Linked DNA regions of Mus musculus: region 1 is linked to region 2. Evidence: chromatin contacts called from public Hi-C data. All regions are on one chromosome and are shown on one strand. The core of a region is the stretch at or near the end of the contact, and the rest is flanking DNA. Distances in the headings are between cores, read along the strand shown.

Region 1 (3,510 bases), core at 883-3,382, 260 kb after region 2:
TGTTTGTTTGTTTGTTTGTTTTTGAGACAAGGTCTCTCACTTTTTGAGACAGGCCCTGGCTGTCCTGGAACTCAAAAGTGCTGAGATTAAAGGCAAGAAAGAACCATGCCTGGCTTTTTTTTTTCCCCCCAAGGTAAAGTTTCACCGTGTAGTTATGAGTGGCCTGCATTCACTATATAGACCAGACTAGTCTTGGACTCAAGATCAGCCTTTGTCTCCCATGTGCTGAAATTTATATCTTATAAATCAGATATTTAACATATTGATTTAATAATCAAAACATTCATAGCTCTCTGGTTTTTTGTTTTTCTGAGATAGGGTCTCATACTATATAGCTCTGGCTGTCCCGGAACTCACTAAATGGTTTTTTTTTTTTTTCTTTTTAAAAACTAATAATGGTTACATTTCAGTGTTGACTTAGCCAACATTTTTATCTCTATTATGAATTATATACTTGAGCTTTAAAATTGTTAGATCGGTATAACACAGTTCAGTAGCAATGCATCTTACCGTGCAGTGCTAGGACAAAGCTTACAACACACGAGACAGCTGTACCACTGAGCGGCTGCCTCCTCAGCCCTGCCGCATCCTCACCAGCCATCAGCGGTGCCCAGCAGCGTGCAGGGCAGGGAGCTTGCCCGTCGTTGGCCTCAGTCTGTCCGTGAGTGTCCAAGTTCATCACAAGTTCATCAGACTAGCCAGGCTTTGACCAGGGTGGTGAGCTCCTCTTTGGAGAGCCAGCCTTGTTGCTGCTGGGAGAAGGCTGTCCCTACCCACTGGAGATGTTGCCTTACAGTAATTGCTACAGCTTGTTAGCAAGGCTCCGTTCAGAAACAAGCCTGCCGAAGGAAGGCAATTAAAAAAAAAATCCCAGCTTCATATAATTAAGAGGGGGAAAAACTGACTAAATATGAGAACATCAAACACACCTCAATTAGTCCAGTCCTTTTCCTTTTCTTTCTGTTTTAATGATTTGGGAGATTTCGGAAAACATTAATAGGAAGTTTCTGCTGATTAAAAATCTCACTTAGAGGCTAGATCAGCGGTAGAGCATTCGTCCAGCTAAGCAGACTGGCTCCATACCACAAAAGAGAGAACAAAAGCCAACTTTCGTTTATTCGAGTACAACAGCGCATTCCTGTAATTCCAGCTACTCAGGAAGCTGAGGCAGGGGAATTACTTAAGCCTAGGAACTCGAGACAGTCCTAGGCAAATGGGCTTTCAGCCAGCAGATCTCCTGAGTAGTCTACTTATTGAATAAGCTTTGGGAAATTGGGGTTGATATTAAGGAAAACGTGGGTTTTAGGTAGGGTTTTGTTTTTTCCCCATAGAGAAATAGAGATATCACCGAAGAGTTTCCAGCTCTTCGTATTGAAGCTGTCATGAAGTCTCTGATTGTAGGCTATGGTTGAGTCCAAATTGAGAACCAGACTCCTGTGTTCTGTTCAAAGACTGGATCCTCTCAGCCGGGCAGTGGTGGCGCACGCCTTTAATCCCAGCACTTGGGAGGCAGAGGCAGGTGGATTTCTGAGTTCAAGGCCAGCCTGGTCTACAAAGTGAGTTCCAGGACAGCCAGGGTTATACAGAGAAACCCTGTCTTGAAAAAACAAACAAACAAAAAAAGACTAGATCCTTTCAACAGTGGGCTCCCAGTCAGAACAGAGGAGCAAGGCTGTGCCTGCAGCCCGTCTAGCCTTCCACTTCATACATATTTTCTTCAACCCATAGAGAATACACTTCTAAAAATTGGCTTTGTCCCTACCCTTTCCAGACACAGGTTGGGTGGTCTCTGGTAAGGTCGTCTCAGGGCTTTGGTGCGCGTCTGCCTAGCTGTTTGCCACCAGCCACTTGCTAACTTCAGGGATTTGTGGGTGGCTGTCTTTTAGCTGCCGCTGGCTCTCTTCCCTGGCTGTGGACCTGGTCAGCAGTAATTAGATATTATTTCAGCCTGACAGCTGTTTGGTTTGTCAGCGTGCTAAGTCACTTAAGTATTACCCAGCAGCAATTGTTGCCTAACTTAGTAGACAAAAATCTTTTAAGGACAAAAAGAAAGAAGATAAGGAGGAAGTGGACCCAACCCCTGTCACCAGCTGAACAGCTCAGGATGACACGAGGTCTGGGGACTGGCTTCTCGCCTTCACTGGAGGAGTCAGTGTTATTTCCAGGTCCCATATCTGCAGTGATGACAGACTATTCTCCTGGGTGTGAATACTTGTAGGCATCTTCTGTCCTGATGCCTCCCTTCCAGGGTCCCTTAGGAAGGGCAGTGACTGGGGGCCTGGAGCCAGTCAAGGTTGGAAAGAACATGCAGAACTATATACCCTGTCCCACATACCCTGGAGATACGAGTATAAACTGGAAGTTAGAAGACCCCTTATTCCCTTTATTCCTAGGAGGGGGTGGGTTAATATCAGAGTCAGTCAGTAAAGGGAAGGGAGGAAGGAGTATTTAGAGAAAGAAGTGTAAAGCTCAGCTAAAAGAATTGTAGAGTCAGGCATTGTAGACATTTAGCCAACTTATGTCGGGGTGTTTCTTAACCCGTGAATTATAGAAGAAATCACGTTCCAGACTCCCATGATGGCTCACACCTATAATCCCAGCACCCACAAAACAAATGTAGTATGTAAAGGCTGCATGTGTACAGGCTCCTATGCATGTATGTATACAGATTGTGTAATTTTTTTCCCCTAGGGACTCAATAGATCTTGATAATCCACAGGAGAACATTAAGGCCACCCAGCTCCTGGAGGGCCTGGTGCAGGAGCTGCAGAAGAAGGCGGAGCACCAGGTGGGGGAAGATGGGTTTTTGCTGAAGATCAAGCTGGGGCACTATGCCACACAGCTCCAGGTGGGTACAAACACTGGCCACACTTAGGCCCTGCCCTCTTGAGGACTTCTTCATTTAATTTTCTGTAGACACGTGTTCTGATCTTTAACCCGGCATCGTAGAAATGTGTGTTTCACGCACATGGTTTTGATTGGCTTTGTGGTTGCGGCTGTTACCTTCTTTGAGACAAGAGTCTCACCGTGGGGCTGGAGAGTTGGTTCTGTGGTTAAGAGCGCTTCCTGCTTGTCTTAGGGTTATTATTGCTGTGATGAAACACTATGACCAAAAGTGAATTGAGGAGAACACCGTTTATCTGGCTTACACTTCCACATCACAGTTCGTCATTGGTGGAAGTCGGGACAGGAACCCAAACAAAGCAGGAAGTTGGTGGCAGAAGCTGATACAGAGGCCATAGAGGAATGCTGCTTACTGGCTTGCTCCCCATTGCTTGCTCAGCCTGCTTTCTCATAGCTCCCAGAACCACCAGCCCAGGGGCGGCCCCACACACAATGGGCTGGGCCCTCCCACATCAATCACTAATTAACAAAATGCCCTATAGGCTTTCCTACAACCCAAACCTATCATAAGAAGGCATTTTTCTCCACTGAGGCGCCCTCTTCTGATGACTCTAATTTGTGTCAGGTTGATAGAAAACCAGCCAGCGTGCTGCTATTGTAGAGGAC
Region 2 (3,410 bases), core at 14-2,513:
ACCTGAGTCCTGGGATTACAGACATATACTGCCAGATACTTTGTCCCACCCTGGAAGGCCTCGGTTTCCCAGGGGCAGGGGTGTATGTAAGGCAGGCAGGAGAGTGTGAGGGGCCAGGTTGGCACAAACCCTTTGCCAGATGGCCTCCTGGCCATTCCAAGCCAGAGCCAGGTTGATGCCATTCAGTGCCATCCAGTCAATCTCTTGCTCCCAACGGGCCCAGTCCCACCACACGAAGGAGTAGCTGTGCGTGCACACATTCTGGTAATAGCGGTACCTGCGGGTAGGGGCACATTATTGGGGACATATGGGATGCCTCACTCACCCCTCTGGAACACTTCAGAGGCAGCCAGAGGCAGCTACTAACCCCAACACAGTACGCATACAGGACAGTGGGCAAAGGTTTCAATGTGCCTCCTCTCCTGCTCATTCCAAATCCACCTCGGGTGAAGCTGGAACTTCCCGCAGACCTCCCTAGCTAGTAGCTATTGTGAATACATAACTTCATTTTTATTCAACATGCCCAGAGCTCCTGCTGTGCATCCTGTGGTGTCTTAGGGTGTCAGTGCCATAAGGCAAAATTGGTCTCTCTCATGAAGAGGGCTCACAGTTCCTATAGTTTGTCATTATTTCCAGCAGTGGGGGCTGGGAAGCTAAATGATTTGGCTCAAGAATATACAGCTAGAGGGGAGCCAAGATTTGAAGGCACAGATCCCCGAGCCAGCACTTCCTTCTCAGTCTCCAGGCGAGTCTGTAGCTGCAGCCCCGACTTAGGTGTGCTGGTCCTCACCAACGGTGGCTGTCCCGAGGCTGCAGGCAGCTGCCCCAGCCGTCTGGGACCCACAGCATCAATACCTGTTGGGCGTGGTTTCGGTCAGCCCGTCGGGCACAGCGGGCAGCGGCCACGGCAGGTGCAGCTGAGCGCTGGACCAGGCCACCTGACAGCCACAGAAGTCACGCAGGTAGCGGTGCAGCCCCGCGGCTGCCGCCACGCCCGTGGAGCCGCGCACAAGCACTGGCACCCCGCCGCCGCCGCTCAGGCTGTAGGTGTCCAGGCCCGACTCGTCCGCCAGCGCGCGCTCCACGGACACCAAGAAATTGGCCGCCGGCCCGGGTCCCAGTAGCCGGACCACCAGTTCCCGCACGGCCTTTGCCTCCCGAGCCTCATCACCCACAGAGCCCCCAGCCAGGAGTAGGAACCCCAGAATCACGGCCAGCCCCGCGGCTTCCATGATGCCAACCGCGCGGCCGCTGCCCCCTCACAACCAATACCAAGCTCCGGGCCCGCGGGGCAGGGCTGCCAGCATCCAATCGGCTGCCGACCTCGGGCCACGTGACCTGAAGGTTGGCTCCTGCTACCCGCCCGGAGAACCTGGTTTCCGGACTCAGACACTGGTCAGGGTCTGCTGACCGCGCTCGTGGCTGGAGGGTGCGTGACCCTATGAAACATCCTCGGCCCGATGAGACGCTGCGCATGCCCAAGCCCTTTCAGATTCGGCCCTCTTTCTTCCGCAAGTCACTTCCCTTCCAAATATCTAGCCACTCTTTTAAGCGACGAGAATTGAAGCCAGCCAAGACTTGGCTCTACCACTAAGCTATATTCTAACCCCTCATCTAATAAATGTGTATTTGGATTTTATTTCGTATCAGACTGTTGTTTATATTAGAGAAGTCTCAGTTGTCATTTCTGGCTAAAGATCTGGAAACCAAATAAGGATTTCTCTGGGTGAGAAGATAGCTCAGTGGATAAAGCGCTTGCACCTGAGGACATTCATTTGAATTGGCAGAATCCACATAAAGCTGTCCCAGCATTGGGAGGCTGCAATCCCAGTGCTCCCGGGAGATGAGCGCTGGAGACAGCTGCCCTGATGTATAAAGTGACAGATGGGGAAGAGACCTTATCTTAAGGTAGAAGGTAACACCCGAGATTGTCCTCTATTGACAGCAAAACCCACAACTCTCGCTTCAAAAGGACTGAGAGCTTATTCTGAAGCCCAATATGAATGACCATGGCCCTGGAACAGTTTTAGGTCAACCCAGTTTCCATGTTCCAATGTGGAAATAATTTGAAGTTTTTATAGTAATGGAGCACATATCAAAACACTTTTTTGAATAGATTGGTGGAGACATCAGAAGTGGGTTATAGTGAATCTGGGAATCAGTTGCAGGCTTCAGATAACATTCTTAGCTTCCAGGATGCTGGAAGCTGGTGGTCTGTTAAATTAATGCATTTCAAAGGAAAACTCGTGTTCAGTACGTTCAAAAAAAAAAAAAAAAAAAAAAGACTTACCCATTGTCATAAAGCTGTTAGAAGTTACCTGGTGCGTTTCCTTCTATGAAGTGATGACAAATGATAACCAACAAAGAATGGCAAGGTGAACCAACACCATCTGGCAGTGTCTACTGTCCCTTGGGCTATATTTATGTCTTTTTAAAAGAAACATCATGTGTTTTCTCAAGTATATGCTCTGGTAAAACATCATATCCACCCCCCCCCCTTTTAGGCTGTCTCTAGAAGAACATCATGTGTCTATTCTTAGCAAATCATCTTTTCATGGGTCTGCTTTAGCCAAAACATCTCTCATAAGACAGTTTTTAGAAAAACATTACATGACACAAAGGAGTCTTCAAAGAAACCAGAAATTTTGACTTCAGACCAAACTATAGACAAATCGATGTTCCTTTACCAATTCATTTTCTAATTTCTTCTTGTTGTTTTGAGACAAAATCTCATTCTATAGACTGGGTTGACCTCGAAGCCAAAGTAAACTTCCTGCCCCAGAATCTCAAATTCCTGTGATTATAGGTACACCTATTTTTTTTTCTTAGAACAGGGGAATTGTGGTAGCTTTATGGACTTGTGTGCTGACAGTAGTTTGAGCCAAGGAGTTTAAGACCAGTATGAACAAGAGCAAACCTCAAAAAAATGGTGGTGGTGGTGGGGGCAGAGTGAGATGGCTCAGCAGACAAATGCACTTGCCACAAAACCTGACAACCCGAATTTAGTCCCTGGGACCCAGGGGAAGGAAGAGGAGGAAGGAAAATGATCCTTAGAAGTTGTCCTCTGACCTCCACATACCAGTCACGGCATGTGCACAGGTGCACTAGAGTGGGGTACTAATGAACGAATTAACTAACTAACTGTCTATGGGTGTGTTGTCCCCGTATATATATGTCTATATACCACAAATGACTGCAAGGCCAGAAAAGGGCTACAGATCCTCTGGGACCTGAATTACAGAGGCTTGTGAGGCACCATGTGGGTGCCAGGAATAGATTCCAGGTTCTCTGGAAGATGAGCAGCCAGTGCTCTTAAATATTAAACCATCTCTTCTTTAGTCACTCCACTCCCACACCATTTTTTTTTTTTGAGACAAGGTGTCACCAAGCAGCTCTGGGTACCACTGTGT

What was found. A called contact is a pair of places that touch in the nucleus more often than the background predicts.
Region 1: a Hi-C map of T follicular helper cells shows a contact between it and region 2, with 2.6 times the contacts expected there. The contact joins the enhancer-like site here to the promoter of Naglu in region 2. A contact is called at or near these places in 3 of 39 promoter capture datasets (the C10 cell line, cranial neural crest and embryonic stem cells), 1 of 15 datasets of contacts at CTCF or cohesin (large pre-B cells), 12 of 484 Hi-C or Micro-C datasets (CD4 T cells, CD8 T cells, T follicular helper cells and 8 more), 13 of 115 datasets of contacts at active chromatin or transcription factors (T-cell acute lymphoblastic leukemia, bone marrow-derived macrophages, double positive thymocytes and 7 more) and 4 of 9 other capture datasets (adipose tissue, embryonic stem cells, macrophages and 1 more).

What each region holds. Positions count from the first base shown.
Region 1 is chr11:100,804,208-100,807,717 of GRCm38.p6, reverse strand. It overlaps Stat5b (signal transducer and activator of transcription 5B), which reads left to right. Exons shown (of 19, transcript NM_001113563.2): 3 at 2,692-2,848. Among named protein-coding and RNA genes, the nearest start is that of Ghdc, 35 kb to the right of the region's middle. Within about 2 kb of position 2,132, at least 64 of the 459 cell types and tissues checked have an H3K27ac peak or open chromatin away from gene starts, as enhancers often do. A contact at or near this core is called in CD8 T cells, T follicular helper cells, adipose tissue and 6 more, where this site is marked.
Region 2 is chr11:101,067,947-101,071,356 of GRCm38.p6, reverse strand. It overlaps Naglu (alpha-N-acetylglucosaminidase (Sanfilippo disease IIIB)), which reads right to left and starts at 1,263. Exons shown (of 6, transcript NM_013792.2): 1 at 856-1,263; 2 at 130-277. The coding sequence starts at 1,232.